3 separate regions of the Mus musculus genome follow, and regions 1 and 2 are each linked to region 3. A link is a contact called in public HiChIP or PLAC-seq data. All regions are on one chromosome and are shown on one strand. Each heading gives the region's core, a stretch centred on a gene start, on an enhancer-like site or on the middle of the called end of the contact. The rest is flanking DNA. Distances are from core to core; before and after follow the strand shown. Region 1 has its middle 22 kb from the start of Smim14. Region 2 holds the start of Tmem156 (transmembrane protein 156). Region 3 holds the start of Rfc1 (replication factor C (activator 1) 1).

Evidence for each region. HiChIP or PLAC-seq counts read pairs in DNA pulled down with a chosen protein or histone mark.
Region 1: an H3K4me3 HiChIP or PLAC-seq map of the 230-238 cell line shows a contact between it and region 3, with 20 read pairs. The contact joins the enhancer-like site here to the promoter of Rfc1 in region 3. A contact is called at or near these places in 1 of 15 datasets of contacts at CTCF or cohesin (CD8 T cells), 14 of 484 Hi-C or Micro-C datasets (CD8 T cells, the G1E-ER4 cell line, embryonic stem cells and 1 more), 7 of 115 datasets of contacts at active chromatin or transcription factors (the 230-238 cell line, embryonic stem cells, memory CD8 T cells and 2 more) and 3 of 9 other capture datasets (adipose tissue, liver and pancreatic islet).
Region 2: an RNA polymerase II HiChIP or PLAC-seq map of embryonic stem cells shows a contact between it and region 3, with 15 read pairs. The contact joins the promoter of Tmem156 here to the promoter of Rfc1 in region 3. A contact is called at or near these places in 15 of 39 promoter capture datasets (3T3-L1-derived adipocytes, the C10 cell line, the HPC-7 cell line and 11 more), 2 of 484 Hi-C or Micro-C datasets (CD4 T cells and embryonic stem cells), 4 of 115 datasets of contacts at active chromatin or transcription factors (effector CD8 T cells, embryonic stem cells and memory CD8 T cells) and 2 of 9 other capture datasets (adipose tissue and liver).

The regions. Positions count from the first base shown.
Region 1 is chr5:65,513,175-65,516,699 of GRCm38.p6, reverse strand. It overlaps a transcript of Smim14 not described here. Among named protein-coding and RNA genes, the nearest start is that of Smim14, 22 kb to the right of the region's middle. Within about 2 kb of position 1,604, at least 101 of the 459 cell types and tissues checked have an H3K27ac peak or open chromatin away from gene starts, as enhancers often do. A contact at or near this core is called in the 230-238 cell line, CD8 T cells, adipose tissue and 3 more, where this site is marked.
Region 2 is chr5:65,090,045-65,093,915 of GRCm38.p6, reverse strand. Tmem156 (transmembrane protein 156) reads left to right here and starts at 2,307. Exons shown (of 6, transcript NM_001370814.1): 1 at 2,307-2,448. The coding sequence starts at 2,361.
Region 3 is chr5:65,334,115-65,338,147 of GRCm38.p6, reverse strand. It overlaps Rfc1 (replication factor C (activator 1) 1), which reads left to right and starts at 2,509. Exons shown (of 25, transcript NM_001347357.1): 1 at 2,509-2,624. The coding sequence starts at 2,622.

The DNA of each region.
Region 1 (3,525 bases), core at 355-2,854, 180 kb before region 3:
TGAAATGGGGATAATCTTGTGCACATAAACATGGTGTAAATACAAAATATGGTTATAACACAAAAGGCACCATGTCTCTACAGAGGCAGAAAGTGACCAGAATACAAATTTCTTGATTCTGAAATTTCTCCTCTAGCCCAAGTTCTTTTTTTTTTCTTTTCCAAGCGTTTCCTTGCTGTCTGGAGAGTTTTTTTTTTTTTAAGATTTATTTATTTATTATATATATGTAAGTATACTGTAGCTGTCTTTAGACACCCCAGAAGAAGCACCAGATCTCATTACAGATGGTTGTGAGCCACCATGTGGTTGCTGGGATTTGAACTCACAACCTTCAGAAGAGCAGTCAGTGCTCTTAACCGCTGAGCCATCTCTCCAGCCCTCTAGCCCAATTTCTAATCAAGACTTTGAACAAAAGTACACCATGACAAATTTTAAAATGTACACTTCCACAATGCACTCAGCAATTCAAAGTGAATGAGAAAGGGAGGGGCACTGAGGTAGTACTGAAAAATGTGAAGTCAATAAAACAGGCATAGAAACCAGAAAGCTGCAAGAGGCAGTAAGGAGAAGCAGGCAGAGGGAAAAAAACAAGAGAAAACAAATGACTGGGGACTGATTTCTTTGCCACGGTCCTTGGCTGTGCTGTACCAAGAAACTCATTTATAAAGGGAGAAGACTAGAAATGCATCAGGATCGGTGAGGAAGGAAGACAAGAATGAGGGGTTGGGTTCCCATGGCTATGCAAAGCTGTTTTGATTGGTAGGAAGGAAGCAGTGACTGTGTCTGCGCACCTCCTCAGGGGAGACTCAGGGGTTGAAGGGATGCTGAAGGACGGTAAACTGAGCTGGCATGGGTTGTTTGATTTTAGTAACTTGATTGTCTAGACAGGGTTGACAGGGATGTGTTTCGGGATGGCTTTGAACTTCCATGGTAAAGGACAACCTGATCCTCCTGCCTTTATCTCCCAAGATCTAAGATTACAACACTGTGCCACCACAGTCTATTGTCCCACCACATCTAGTGCTTGGTGGGCTTTTTGTTATTGTATTTAGTGTGTGCATGCACACACCACTGCATCCCAGCACATATGGGGTTTTGGGAGTTGGGTGTCTCCCTCCATCATAGGGATCCCAGAAATCGAACTCAGATTCTCCGGGATGTCAGAAAGCACTTTTATCCACAGAGCAGTTCGGTGACCCAAGTGATGCATTTTTATTTGTTTAATTGTTGTTTGATTTTTTTTTCTAGTGGGTGTAAGGGGTGTCTGTGTGACCATATATGGGTGTGAATGGGCAGATGTCCACAGTGGCCAGAAGAAGAGCTTGGATTGTCTGAAAGAGCAGCAGGTGTCCAAACTTTGAGCTATCTCTCCAGTCCACTTGATGCACATTTTAAAAAGGTGCTTCTCTCTCTCTCTCTCTCTCTCACACACACACACACACACACACACACACACACACACACACACACACACACACACACTCGGGGAGCCAGAGAGCTGTTTAGGATATGATTTAAGTTTCAGGAAGCGTCCTGTGGTTGACATCTGTTCATCGGTTACTCTTTGTTAATCACCTTGGGAAGGAAACAGGATCTGAAAGTCACTGACGTGTCCAAAGCAAATACAATATGTTTGGTGTGTAGCTGTGTCTCAGAATATGGAGAGAGTCATAGTTGGGGGTCTTGGGAAAGTATGTGAACTGTGTCACAAAGATCAAATATTCCAACTAGATGATGGAGCATTGCACTGGAGGTTGAACCATCTGGGCAGAACAGTTCCTCAATAACCAGTCTTCTGTCAAACTGACATTTCAGACAATCAAGTCCTACTTCCTTTTCAAAGACTTATTTAAAAAGTGTCTTTGTGTACAGTAGGGGAGAGGAGGCTCCTGAGTGTGCCACAGCCCATTTCCTGCTGAGCCAGTTCTACTCCTTGCCTGTGCAATGAGTGACACAGAAGACCAGTAGGTGCTGACGATTGAGCCAAGCATGTAGGCTACCAGCCTCTTCCACTCTCTCCAGCTCTCACCTTTTATTTCCACATAGTACAGGCTAGACTTGAGCTCATGATCTTCTGCCTAAAGCCTTTGAGATTTATTTTTTAAATCTTTTTTTTTTTTGAGTCCTCTTTCTCATCCCTTATTAGGAGGAAGGAGAGATCCAAGGAATACAATTTGAAGCTAGTGTCCATCTGAGTTCATGGGGAATTCCCATCGCCAGTTAGTTATTCTGTAATGGCCTCAAGCACTTTGCAGGGACAGAAGAAAAATCATAAGGAACCTATTAACTGAACAGGGTCCTCATGATGACTAAGAACACATTGTTCAGTGTGAACTTAGTGTCTGATGTCTTTTTAAAAAGTCATTAAAGCGAGTCCTTGTGAAGTAGATTTATATATGACTATTAGTGTAACTGCATACAGAGTTAAAGTCCAGAATGCCAGAATGTTACTAGAGACCAGAGGTTTTTAGACCTTTTAGACTTTTGCAGAAATTTTCTTTCTTTCTTTTTGGTAAATGGGGCATTTGTTTTGTTTGGAAGTTTGCTTGAGACGGGGGTTTTACTAATATAGCACTGGCTGGCCTGAAGCTGGCTACGTGTAGACCAGGCTGGCCTTCAACTCACCAAGATTTGTCTGCCTCAGCTTCACAGATGATGGGATATGTGCTACCATGCCCAGCTTAAAAATGGTTTTTGTTAGCATATATGGTGAAAAATTCTTAAGAAGTCTCTCTCCAAGAGCAACAGATTAAAATTAAGAACACAGTCAACTTCAGTGATGTGTACTGGCTTTTCTCCACTCTTAGAGGTTCTGTTCTGAAAACCACAGGACCTCCACTAGGGCTGATTGAGAAGACCCAAAGGAAAAGGATGCCCACGGACAGGAGAGTTGTACATCTGAGTGCGGTGAACTAGATAGAGGCTGGCTGTTGTAGGACAGGATCATGGCCAGGAGCACAGTGCTTCATGGGTGTAATAAAGGGAGGTCCCAAAGGACTGGCAATGAACTCTTGCTGGCTTCCCTTCAGGAATGCAAAGTGAAGTTCAAACTAGCAGTTAGGTTAACCCTTGCCTCGTCTCTATTATATTTCCCATTTGTAAATAATTGTCTGATGCCCTCTTCTAACCTTTGGGGACACCTGGCAGGCACATGGTGTATCATATAGACAAAAGACTCATACATATGTGTGTGTGTGTGTGTGTGTGTGTGTGTGTGTGTGTGTGTGTGTGTGTGTGTATGCTGGAGAGATAGCTCTATAGTTCTTGCTGTTCCAAGTGCTGGGATTAAAGGTGTGCACCAGCTCCACAGTTAAGAGACCTTACTGCTCTTGCAGATTTTGGGTTGGTTCCCTGCACCCACATGGTGGTTCATAGCTTCCTGTAACTCTACCTCCAGTAGATCTGAACTCTACTGGTATTGTACACACATAGTGTACAAACACATGTGAATAGCACATACACATAAAATTAAAAAGAAATCTAAAAACAAGTTATATACACATAAAATAATAAATATGTATTTTA
Region 2 (3,871 bases), core at 1,058-3,557, 240 kb after region 3:
CACCAGAGAAGCCAGGTGCAGAGCACAGGATTGTAGCCAGGACAAAGGGCCTTTCAAGAAAATTGACTTTAAAGTGTCTAAAAATATGATAACCAGATTGAATCAGAGTGGTAGGAAGCAAGGTGGTGGTGGCAGCAGCAATAGCAGTTGTGATGCTTTGTGTGTGTGTATGTACATGTGTGCATTGGAATGTCATGCATTATGTCAGAATGGTTTGATTGATTCTAAAAAAAAAATGTTTTACGAAGTTTCCTGTGTTTGAGGCTTGGCTACCAGCTGACAGATTTTTGATAAATGAATCAGAATGCAAGCTCTGATTTAATTAATAGATTAATCCATGGGACTCTTAGCTGAATGAATTATTAAATGGGCTCTCAGAGGGAATAGATTGCTGGGGGATTGCTTTTAATGGATATATTTGTTCCTATGTGACCTATCCACCACGAGGTGAGCCACGTTGCTCTGCCATGTTTTGCACAATACTTTGCCTCACCTTGCACAGACCCAGCAGCAGTGGAGTCACGTGACTATGCACTGAAGCCCCTCAACATTTGAGCCCAATTTATCTTTCTTCCCTTAAGTCGTTTTGCTCACATTTCGACACAGCAACCGAAAATGACTAATACAGACCTGGCAGAAATATTACAACATAGGAAGCCATTAAATCAATTTTTATATGGATATAAGAATTACTGAGTATTTTAAGGTACTATTGCAACATTTATAGGCGAAAGAATAGACATTAAGATATCAAGGAAGGGGAAAATAGAATATAGTTTTATAAAGGGATAAAAGGGACGTTGTAATCGGAGGAATGATGGGGTAGGACTGGGAGGGCTGGGGAGAGGAGGAACTGTGCCAAGGACCATCAACACTAAAGGCCTTTGAGAAGTCGTATGGAATTCTACTACTGTAGAAGCTTTCTAAGATGTATATTTATATACAGAGTTTAAATGGAGTTAGCATATCATGGGGCAGGGGGATCAGTATCTCAACTAGACATCATATACTACCACATACAACTCCCAGCACCAGGAGTGAGTAACATCATTTTGAATTATTGGCCAAAGGGATCCCATAGACCCCCACAAACATTGCAGGGTATTGCTCCTCCACGACCGGACAGTAAGCCCCTATTGCTGAAGGCTACAAATATTTATAGAGTATCAAGGGGTCCAGATGGTCCTTAAGTGGAAACTTTACTCCTACTGGCTAGTGTTCACATAATAATCCTTTATGATATTCTCAAAATAAAGTATAGGCTTGGGAATTCTGTCCCTATTTTGACTGCTCAGGTCTTCCAATCCCCTTACTGAGGATTCCCATGTGTATGTAAACTGTAGTATCCAGTGGAAAGACAAATGAGTTCATTCTTGGCGCATCTAATCTTTGTCCCTTCCCTCCCCACCCACCTGTTGTTCCATAAAGCGCAGGAGAGGGTGAGAGAGAACAAAAGAGGGTCAGCGGAAAGGACTGGTTACAGAATTGCAGCACTGAGCAGGGAGCAAAGGATACATTTGCTCCAAGTACAAACTGAAATACTGGCTACATTTTATTGTAACCAGAGGAGGGGTGGGGGGTGGGGGTGGGGTGAGGGGGCAATGGAAATGCTAACTACTTGCATTGTCTAAGTAAGAACATTTGCTTGCCATGTATGCTGTCTGTATTCATCAAAGTTTTCCCCTATCCTTCATTTACACTCTAAAACAAATGATTTTTTTTTTCTTTTGCAAGGAGAACAAGAATGTGGATTGCGTCATAGTAAACGCTGTTTATAGACGTAACATTAACAAGTTCCATTCGGCCACTTGCAGAGACAACGGTAAAGCAGAAGCCCAAATTTTCATAAGTCTCTTGTTTATGCTCATATCTTGCACTGTTTACTGTCTTCCAAACACCAGAACCAAGCACAGTGTCTGGCTTTCAGAGAGATTAACTATCATTTACTAAGTAAATGAGTGAACAATGTTTATAAACTGGGGTAGCACTGACATTCGTCCTTTGGTTTTTGGTTATTATGTTGTAGGTTACATGTACCATGTTGTTCTTACACATTGGTAAACATGAGAAACAGATTTAAATCTGGAGCCAGACCCTCTGTGTTTCTTAAGACCATTTCCTCATCTTTCGTGTTTATCAGTTAGCACAACAGTTCTTGTTAGAGGGTGGCTTTATTAGGCAAAGTGACTCAAAATGAAGAAGTCTCAGTCCCGGGTAACTTTTTTTTTTTTAAAGTCAGACCCAAACGGAAGTGAGTATGAGGTGAATCTCAGGAACTTGAAGTAGAGCAGAGATGAGAAGCAGGAAGCAACATACTATCAAGCTACCGATGGGAACACATTTGTGTCATGTGAGTAGACATGACAGAAACAGCTTTCCTTAAATTATTTGTGGCAATAGTGATCACCTTCATTTTAGTCCTGCCAGAATTTTTCAAGACACCAAAAGGTAAGTAAACCATTGCAATCCAGCTCTCGTTTCTTACTTTAGAGCACATTGTCAGCGAGTGGTGACAGACGAGATCTTTTGGGGTGTATGCAGCATGAGCTGAAGTTCGGTGAGTGAACTGCCTTAAGTGAAACGAGATACCAATTTTTAGTTGCCTGTTATCTAGCATAGTGGCCTTAGGACTTAGTTATGTTACAATTGAAAATGTAAAGAAATATTTAAAGTCTGATTTTCGATTCCAGACACGGGACTTAAGAGAATAGCATCTTATGAGTTTGTTCTTTGAAACTGTTTCCTTCTTTCAAAATAATCATATATATCTGCTTTTATATTCTGGAACTTACTAAGGGAACGGACATTTATTTATTTTAAAATGAGCCATTTGATCACAAGGTGAGACTAATAATTTCCTGCTGATCTTAGAAAAATAGGAGTAAATTTTAGTATTTTTAATATGCAGTAAAACCAGATGGGTACAAATATAGGCAGGTATGTGTGTGTTTGGGAGCATTGGGAACAAGGCAAAACCCACTCTGAGAGCCCTTCAAAGAATTGTTATATATTTGTTGAAACTTCAGGGTAGAGAAACAAAAAAATAAGGGAATTTAAATTATTTTTTATATATTATTAAAAGATTGGAAAACATGTTATTGTGGGTGTTTAAGTGATAATTGTGTTCATTAGCCTTTAATAAGAAGGTTAAAAAAAAAACTCCACTGTTCTATTACTAAATAGGAATCATATAAATTTACGAAAACTAGAGAAAAACTTATATTTGATATCTCGCTGCAATGAATATTTATTGTCGAATATATGCAAAGATATGTATTCAGATAAAAATACTTTTGCTAATTATATTTGATGACATACTGCAATGATTATTTAATGTTGCATATTAAATGATGCTAAGTAGCCAGATAAAAATATTTTTGCTAAATAAACACTGTAACTGCAATTTTTACGAATGATCGAATTAAAATTTTTTTCTTTTGGTTTGGTTTTTTAAAAATATATATATATTGAGCACGTATAGTGTATATTTTTGATACTTATTTTCACCCGCTGAAAATGTGTCCTAAAGAAAATAGAATAAAGACAAGTTATTTTTAAGATATTTTGGGCTTAGAGTAGCAACATGTTTTTAGCTATCTAAGCTAGGCCTTCTCTGTGTTTATATTCCTATTACTTTGACCAATTAGTTTGCATCTAATGAATATCAGGTAACTGGCACACACTGTTTGCTAAGTTGGTCAGTGCTTTAAGAGTCTATTAAGGATTGTGAGGAGGAGGGAAAAGACAGAAGAATTGTTCTTTTGACCACTAGTTCTTGCTACAGGTGACACCAGAAGACCAGTGTGGCCCAGGAAAATTCAGAGAGGTGCATGGTGGGCACCTCAGTGGGCCTTTGATTTTGTAAGCAGAA
Region 3 (4,033 bases), core at 1,260-3,759:
TGTGCATTGGTGTATGTTGTAATGTTATATGAACAAAATTATATCATACATCTGCTGTGTACATCTTTCTAGAGATTAGTTCACAGATTTTACTGATTTCTCAATGGATCACCAATTATTATCAATTATTATCTCAATATATCAACCAATTATTGTCCTAAGCAAAGCTGTGGAGTATAGATGCATCTAATTTTGGAGTGCTCTCCCACTTAATTGATTTTGTGCTTTTGAGTGTGAGCACACGCCTGCCAGTGCGTGTGTGTGTGCGTGTGTGTGTGTGTGTGTATAGGCATCAGAGGACAGATTTTTTTAAGAGTTGACTCGCATTCCTTCCATCTTGTTTTTGAAGCAGGGTCCTTCTGGTTATCTCTGCCACATGTGTGCAAGCTTTATAATAATGATGATCATTGTTGACTTAAAAACACTGTGGTCATCCACATATAATGGTGCATGCCTGTAATCCTAGTACTGGGGGCGGGGGAGGGGGGTGAGTCAGGAGGATCTCAAGTTTGAGACTAACCTGGGTTATACACTGAGACTGTCTGAATTGAACTCAAACCAAATCAAGTAACCACCATTGCTGCTGCCGCCACCAGCACCAGCACCAGCACCATCAGAGAATGCTATTACTACTTGATATGTGGCAGAAATAGTTGTGTCTTAACAGATGAGGACCCTGAGTCACAATTACTTCTCTATGGTCTTGTAACTATTACATAGTAGAGCAGGAACTGAACGAATGGCTTCAGAGGGACCTAAGCAGGGAAGTCCTTCTCACCAGTGACTGTTCACTTGTTTCTAAGTTGGGGATTATTATTGTTGGTGAATTTTAACCCAGAACAGTGCAAAAAATGCATGTGGGTTACATGTTACAAAAAATGCAGAGTATGGTACTCACCTTTAATCCCAGACTCAGGGAAGCAGAGGCAGGCGAATCCATATTGTGTTCCAGGCCAGCCAGGAATACATAGAGAAATCCTCACTCAAAAAACCAAAATTATGTTGCAATAGACATCTACTTAAATACAAACTCTTGTATTCCTGAAGGCTTTACTGTCTTTCCCAGTAGATATGGTGTCATAAAATGACAAGACCCAACAAGAAGTGGTTAGAAAAAGATTTCAAAGTTCAAGGCCAAAGTTTGATACTGCCCTCTACACTAAATTCTTTGATAGTCACGTTTTCTCTTAAAGTTATATGCAATTGTTAATTTCTATTCCACAACCAGGTTGCTCATTTACTCATAGGAAACTTGCTGGCCAGGTGTGGGCTACCACCCCTATAATCCCAGCAGTGGGGTGGTGGAGGCAGGCCCACTAGAGTTTCATAGCAAGAGCAGCTTCCAAAGCTTGCTTATCCTAAATCTTTTCTTGTTTTTTTTTTTTTTTTCCCCTGTGTGGGCGTGTCTTGGTTATGTCAAAGATTTGACTATTCTTTAAGAGACTTAATGAAGCTTTAGGAAGGAATTAAGGGGCTAGTTTTCTTCCTTCCTTCCTTCCTGTCTTTCTTTCTTAGATTTATTTATTATATGTAAGTACACTGTAGTTGACCTCAGACACTCCAAAAGAGGGCATCAGATTTCATTACGGATGGTTTTGAGCCACCATGTGGTTGCTGGGATTTGAACTCAGGACCTTTGGAAGAGCAGTCAGTGATCTTAACCGCTGAGCCATCTCTCCAGTCCCGGGGGCTAGTTCTCTTAGCTTGGTAGTTTTAGAGCAAAGACATTGGGGCTGAGGGTTGCCCAGTTGGTTGCATGCATTCACAGTAGCTCTGAGTTTGATCCCTTGCATCGTGTAAAGCAGGAGTGTTGGCATATATCTGAGATTTCAGCGTTTGGGAGGCAGTAGAGAAATCAGAAGTTCAAGGTCATTCTCAGCTACATAAGGAGTTTGGGACCTGGACAAGTCACATGATCTTCTGCCTCAGAAAAACAACCCCCCCAAACAAACAAAATGCCTTTACTGTAAACAGTCCGTTAAATGCAAACATATACCCACGTGATGGAAGGTTCCCTGAAAGTTGTTCTCTGACCACAGCTTGTCATTCCATCTTCAATAGATAAATGTATTAAAAAGTTAAAAAAAATGTCCATTCACTAAGGGTCTGTTAGTTTGAGCCAAAATCAATAGGTCAAACATTAAAAATAAAATAAATCAGTGTAAAGTTTGATGAGAACAGTTGACCTTTGCGGGGCGCATCGAATACACTTCATCCTACCGTGGTGGCAGTAAGAACTTCTGGAAGCGGCTACAGAGCACTGCCCTTGCAGCACGTGCGTGTACTGCAGGAAGGAAGCCACCTGGGAACCCGGCTTAGAGGAAGTCAGCCTCAGATCCCAAATTGGGCGTCTCCCGGCCACGATCGCACGCGCACTCGCCGTCCTACAAGGTAGCAACCCTCCGGTTGCTAGGGCTGTGGTCCTGCACCCAGTGCGCAGCTCCCGCCTCGGGGCGGGGCCGCGGGGAACGCGCGCCTCCGACGTCATCGCCGCGCGCCGCCGCCCGCGCTTCTGCTACTTCGCGGGAGAAGTTGTTGGCGCCAATGGATCCCGAGCCCCGATAACGAATTACCCCAGCCACGGGCCTGCCCACCTGCTCCTGTTCGGTCGTGGGGCTGCGATGGTGAGCCGCCCGGGAGGCCGTGCAGCTACAGAGGCTTTGCAGGCGGGGGTGTGAACGGGGCGCCGCCGCGGTGCGGGATGGGGAGGACGATGCAGAGGGCTCCGAGGGGCCCGGCTTAGGGTGCGGGGCGCACCAGGGACGCAGCTGCAGGGAGGTGGCTGCTACGCGGCAATTTCACATCCCCACCCCCCCGACTCTTGGGGGAAGGGAGGAAGGAAGAAGAAAGTTGATTTGGACGGGGCGTTAAAAGTTACTTTCGTGTACAGCCTTGTCCCAAATCATCTCTGTTGGAGTGCTTCCTAAAGTCCCGACTTCAAGCTTTGCGTGGAAGAATGTCACACTTGGCTTTCGCAGGGAGAAGTTTGCTCGGGCCTTCAGCTTGAATCAGCTTCCTGGAAGCGAGTGTCAGCTGTGACACAAGGAAGTTTATTTGTTTATTTTGTTTAGAATAATTTATAGGAGTTGAGCGGATCCTGGTTTACCAGGAATAAAAACACGGCGAGTACAGACGGATGTTCTGTATTTGACAGCTGTCATCTCTTATCACCTGTTACGATAAGTAGTTTTTTTTTTTTTTAAACCTCAGTTCCAACTTCAATAATTCAATGTAGTGGACATTCAAATAGTTTGAAAGTGAAATTGTTTGAAAGTCCCTGGCATAGGAGACAGATACAAGTTGGAAATAATTTTTAATTTACTGGACCACTGAAGATGTTCAGCTAATCTACAAGATATTTAACAATCACACTTACACACACTTTTATTATTCTTAAGCTTGTCAGAACACCAGCATGCAGGGGAGAAAAGTGTTACACCAAACTGGAAAAAGTTTCAGCTCTCTGTTTTTTATTCTTTGGGGAAAAAAGATAGTGATGGTAGCCACCCAGAGTCGGCCTTTTTATTTTCGGGATAATATGTGAGTTTGCTTTAAATACCGTCTAGAAATTCATCTGAAGTGTTGTTTTGGAAAATATTTATTCTTATTTTAGTTATGTGTATCTGTGTTTGTATATGCACACATAGTTTGTGTATGCACACATATGTTTGAAGGCCCATGGTAGCCAGAAGAGTGTGTCAGATCCTCCAGAGGTGGTGTTACAGGTGGTTTTGAGCTGCTTTCTGTGGGTGTTAGTTCTGGAAGTCAGGGTCTCTGCAAAGAACAATATGCACTCTTAACCACTGAACCATTTGTTCAGCCCCCAAGTCCAATACATTCTTATTTGACTTGTAACGTGTATGTTGTGTCTGAGTATATTTCTGTGACTATGCATGCCTGATGCCATCAGAGGCCAGAAGAGGGTGTTGAACCCTTTGGAATTGGAGTTGAACTCATGTCCTCTGAAAGAGCAGCAAGTACTCTAACTCCTGAGACATCTCTTCAGTCATACCTCTCCAGTTCATTGGTGGTG